2 separate regions of the Gossypium hirsutum genome follow, and region 2 is linked to region 1. A link is a contact called in public Hi-C data. All regions are on one chromosome and are shown on one strand. Each heading gives the region's core, a stretch centred on a gene start, on an enhancer-like site or on the middle of the called end of the contact. The rest is flanking DNA. Distances are from core to core; before and after follow the strand shown.

Evidence for each region. A called contact is a pair of places that touch in the nucleus more often than the background predicts.
Region 2: a Hi-C map of leaf shows a contact between it and region 1, with 2.5 times the contacts expected there. The contact joins the promoter of LOC107948781 here to the enhancer-like site in region 1. A contact is called at or near these places in 10 of 34 Hi-C or Micro-C datasets (callus, leaf, petal and 1 more).

Annotation. Positions count from the first base shown.
Region 1 is chrA04:9,464,712-9,467,614 of Gossypium_hirsutum_v2.1, reverse strand. No RefSeq gene overlaps it. Among protein-coding and RNA genes, the nearest start is that of LOC121227934, 2.9 kb to the right of the region's middle. Within about 2 kb of position 1,499, at least 1 of the 9 cell types and tissues checked has an H3K27ac peak or open chromatin away from gene starts, as enhancers often do.
Region 2 is chrA04:9,610,265-9,613,167 of Gossypium_hirsutum_v2.1, reverse strand. LOC107948781 reads left to right here and starts at 1,443. Exons shown (of 6, transcript XM_016883425.2): 1 at 1,443-2,087; 2 at 2,159-2,302; 3 at 2,489-2,524; 4 at 2,804-2,903. The coding sequence starts at 2,903.

The DNA.
Region 1 (2,903 bases), core at 250-2,749:
ATGTTGACACAAATTATCAGGCAAACTACCTGCACACATAGTTAAAAATATAATAAAACTAATTAATAATAATACATGATATATGTACGATATTAAAAAAAGTAAATTAATTTGTAAATAAAATGAAATTTAAACATATTAATAAATTAGATTAATAATATTAAATTAATGTAATTATTTATCATGGTGTTGTTGTTAATCCTAAGTTGGTGTCGAGTTAATTTGTGACACCATCTCAATCAATAACATTATTAATATATATGATTCATGGAGGTATTAAAATGTATAAAAATTTAAATAAAAATTTGGTTAAATAATAGTATACATGTTCTCATTAAGTAAAAGAGTACTTTATTTTTAAATAGTAAATTTTAATTATTTATATAACAAACGACTTTATAATTTATATATAAATTTTATAAATAATATATTTATCTAATCTATTATATTTATATTAATTATATATCATTTCAAACTTTTATGATCAATTTATTAAATATAAAAAAATAAAATTAAATAGTGAATATATCAAATTTTACATTTTATACAGATGCTTTAATGATGATCATGAATTTTCTATGAGCACTATTTTTTATTAACAAAAAATAATTGATATATTTTAATTATATTTATTAGTTTTTATTTTGAAAAATGTTGTTCTTTTTTAATTACATATTAAATATAATACATATGTTTAATTATGGCTTAAAATTTTATTATTACATTTGAACTATTAAATAAATTAATATATTTTAATTATGTTTAACGTAATAACAAACTAAAAAAACTAATTAGAATAATTTAAAAACTAATTAAAAAAATTAAAATTTTATAATCATGTGCATGGTATTCGAATCTATGTATATAAATGTATATGCATATAAATTTTAAAATAAATCAATTCTTATAAAGTATATGAGCAAAAATAGAAGAAACAAATTAAACAGAAGGTTTTTGGACTCCGGAAAAAAAATTGAAGTGAAAAACATACCTCCTAAATTGTTGTTAGATAGATATATTTCTTGAAGCATAGTTGAATTAAGAATACTTTTTGGAATGAGCCCAGTGAATTGATTTGCTGCTAAATTTAAAATCTGAAGCTTGTAACATTCACCAATACTTGATGGTATCTTACCTGCAGACATAGTTGAAAAATCTAAGGTGTTAAACTACCTATTTTGTTAGCATAAGTCAAAGAGGTTTTCTTTTCTGTTCTACAGTAATTTGGAGATATTAGATTTTAATATATTTAAGCATATATTTTTTTATCAAATTAACTATTTTGCATTGAATCAAATAAAAAGCTCTCACTTTTGTTATCAACAAATCAAGCTTTTCTATAAAAAAAATGCTTTAAATTAAAGAAATTAAAAAAATCCAGTACCTTCTAAATTATTTGACCCCAAATATAAATGTTCGAGTCGTGTTAGATTTCCAATGCTTTTTGGAATGATCCCCACAAATTGATTAATGGACAACGACAAAATTTGAAGGCTGTTGCATTTGCTATACTTGATGGAATGTTACCAGATAATTCATTCCAACTCAAGTAAAGCCTTCCAAGCTTGGGAAGATGTTGACACATATCATTAAGTCTACTGCTGGAGAGATCAATAACCTTCAGAGAAGAAATCTTGAAGATGGAAGAAGGAACCTGGCCAGATAATTGATTGAATCTCGAGTTCAGTATCTCTAGATTGGATATGTTAACAAGTGTTTGAGGGATTGTGCCTGTAAAGTTATTATTTTCCATTTCCAGGCTTCGAACTTTGTGTAAGTTCCCAAGCCATGATGGAATTTTCCCTTTAAGACCGTTGTAGTTTAATCGAATGATTCTCAAACGATGCAATTAGCACAATTCTTTAGGCAGATGGCCATAGAATTTGTTGCTACTCAAGTCGAGAGAAAGTAGAAATGAAAGGTTTCCAAGGTGTGGAGGTATGGTACCCCTAAGATTCATGCTTGTAAGATTCAAAGCTATAACTCTTTTATGGAGGATGCCACAAGCAACACCAATCCAGTTGCAAACGGAGGTAGAGACTGTCCAATTGTTCGTCAAGATATTTTGAGGACGGGTAATGCGATCCTTAAACTCCAGAAGTGTAAACTGATCGGAATTGAGATTCCTGGCTGTCGTAGCCAAGCAAAGTACGGAACATGGTATGAATAAAGCTAAAAGAAGATGAAAGAAAGTGTTGTAGTTCATGATAGCAAGACGGAATAAGGGAAGTTGAAATGATAAAATAGCCCAGAGAGCCTGCTTTAATATGTTTCAACCCTCGCACACTCCTCCTACATTAAATTCATTGGTGTCAAGTCTAAGAAATTTCAAAATAAATGTCTTCTTTTAAAACACATACAAAGAAGCGAATTTTCGAAATTTCTCCTAAATTTTCTTCACATTACTCCTCATAATCCATTAAAAAAAATAAGAAAATATAAAATTTTTAATTACTATATATTCTTTTATTTTTTTTATTATAATAAATTGGTTAAAATATGCTATTAATCCTATGCTTTTTAGAATTTAATATTTAGTCTCTGTAAAAATCCAATCTTATTAATTCTGTAATGCCCCAAAATTATTAACTTTTATTTTATTAAATTTTGTCAAAAAATAAGAATCTGTTTTAGAGGCTCAGTGCTTTGAGTGTGTCTTTAAAGTCTTGGATTTGAATATTTTTGCGAGTAAGTGGGAATATTATATGTTTTGTCAAATTAAAGACTCTAGTTAATATCTGATTAGTTGTGGGTATAGATTGCAGACCTTGCTTTTAGGAATGTATCTTGAGTATTTATGTTTTTGTTTTAAAAGCAAATAATATTTTGATTTAATATTTTTTTTATTTCCCACATTCCTTTTCTTTTTTGTTTTTTTTTTATTTGGTTCTTTCAATCCCTCA
Region 2 (2,903 bases), core at 194-2,693, 150 kb before region 1:
TTAAAATTTTATTGATTAATCTTTAAAAAGAATTTAAATTTGTGACTTTATTTGTGGCAGATTAGAATTTTTAGGCAAGATTAAGTTTTTATTGATGGAATGATTTTGGAATATTGATTTTGTATAAAATTACTAATATCTTGATTGATTTATATTTTGTAGAGAACATTAAAACAAAATTTTGAAGAAATTAGGATTGATTGTCTGTTTGAAAAATATTGTTGTTGTGTGATTTTGTGTACCTTATGTTTGTGTTTATCTTATGTTTTACGTATTGTATTCTCATGACACAAAAAAATATTTAAGTAGCTTTTATAATTGTGAAAGAAATTATAATTTATTCCGTGTGAAATGAGATTTTCTTTTAAATTAAGTGATAAAAATAGTATGCATAAAAAAATAAATAATTTTAGTTGTCCCTAATTAGAAGACCTGGCTTTAAGACTTATATTTATTTAGTTACTATTTTAATAATTTCATTGTATTATTACATTTAATTATATTATATATTAATTTATATAAAGAAAATTAAATATTTTAATTTTTCGAAATTTCACCCACGATCAAAATATTCTAACTTCCCATTGATCTCTGCTACCAGTGATTAGAGGTGAGTATGGGCTGGGCCAAGTCGAACTCAACTAAAAATTTCGGCCCATTTACTAGGCCCAGGCTCAAAAAATAGACCTAAAATTTTGCCCAAGCTTGACACGGATAAAATGCTAAAACCTGGGCTCGACCCGATCAGTCCATATTAATTTTTATATTATTTTTATATAATTTTAAAATATATATAATACATCAAAAATACTAAAAACATCAAAATAAATATTTCTCAACAAATTGAAAATAAATTTTAAAAAATATGTATACTTAAATAATACTAAATAGATGCAAGTTAACAAGTAAATATCTCCAAAATAATAACAAAATTAACAAATGTCTTTAAAATAATAACAAAATTAACAATAAAATAAGTTTTAATAGTAAAATTGTAGCAAAATACGAAGAAAAAAATAAAAAAATAAAATTAAAAAAATCAGATTTCTTTTAGTGAATTCAGGCCGAGCTGGGTTGGGCCAGGGCCAAAAATACCTTATTTGAGGCCCGACCTATTTTTTAAATGAGTTTTACTTTTTTATCAAATCTTATTTTTTGAGTCTATATTTTTATTTAAATCCTTTCATGTTTCGGACTTACTTTGGGCCGTGCTGTATGGCCCAACCCATGCTGACCTCTACGATGAGGAATGAGTGAATATTAGCAATAATGGATAGCTGACTAAAAAGAAACACGATTAATCGCCCGACAGAAGTTAAAGAAAAGGAATGGACCCTACTTTGAAAATAAGGGCGGCCGAGAAAGGAACAGCTGTTTCTCCACGTACCATAATCTGACAGGATCATAGGGTTCATATCCCTTCAGCATAAAACATTATATCTGTATGCTCTTTCTTACATTCTCGGACGATTTTTGGTGCTGGCGAGATGGAACCATGAGCTGAAGCAGAAAATACCTTTCTAACTCTAATACATACAAATTAATAAATAATATTATAATGGAAAAAGCTGACATTATTTTATTAGTTAAGAGCATGAATGATTCCGTAGAAAAGCTCAATTGATAATTTCTCAATCAGATCCACGTTTGCTTATGAGAAGACGAGTCCGGTTTCAGCTCTAGCTGGAAAGGAACATCCCTTGGGTTTCCTCAATATTTTACGTTAAACTATCATAAGAGCAATTTTTTTCAGTTATATTCAAGAATTGTTGCGTTGTTTTGGGCGTTCAAATTAATCAACCAATGGAGGGTTATTCATCAGATGGGTCCACTTCGTTTTTTAGCTCAAGGATGGCAGATGGATGGGATCTGATTAGCACTGAGTTTGGGTTAGTGGAGGGCTCTGATATCAATGGTGGAGTCACGGATTCTGTATCAGACCATCAACGATTGAATCAAGGTGAAACATCAGAAGCTTCATACCAACCACATCAGGTGGTGGCGGCGGCGGTAGAGCTAAGCTTACTCCAGCTCAAAGGAAAGAAAACAAAAGACTAAGTGATTACAAGTATAGGCAAAAGCGCAAGGTAAACTAAATGGTCGAACTTTATGATTGCCATGATTTCTGTTGTTTTGATGTTAACATTTTGCAGTGCAGATAACAGCAGATGAACAGGCTGCCGAGATTAAACACTTGAAAGAGGAAAATGAACAGTTAAATGCTGAGAATAGTAGGTTAAAACAGAAAATAGAATTGCTGCTTCCCCATGGGCAACTTGAGCATCAATGTGTTTCAGCCCAGGTACCCAAGTGTTTGGTTATTTTGAGGTTTCCACTCTTTTCATGCTCCATCAATATTCAGATATAATGACCTATTTATGAAGATTGATGCAAATATGATAATTTTTTGAATCAAAGGTTAATGCCATGTCTTAATTTCTTGTTTCTAAATGCTAATGTCATCTGTGTTGTTTCCTGTAATTTGTAGGATCACCATGGATCTAGACCTGAAGCTTCAGACAGGGTATGGCAACTGTTCTAGATCTTTGAGTCTATTGGTTTTAAGATATCTTGAATATGATAACTAGTTATCTAAAAATCAGTATCTCGTATGTATATATTTGCTTAGAATAGTATCTTGCATATGATAAAGGGCTGTGTGGTCGGAAGGAAGCGTTGCAAAACAAGTGAAGCAAGATGTGTTAAAAAGAGGCAGAGAGGAATATCGAACGCGATATTAAGTTCGTATAAGCTTCTGATTCTGGAATCCTAATTTGCTTTTCCTCCCAATTTATTGTTTCAGCTCAGCAGTTTACAAACGAATGAATTAAAAAATCTGCAGCAGAAGAATTCTGAAGCTGGAACATGCAGTAATGATGATACATCCATTTCCGACCTTCTTA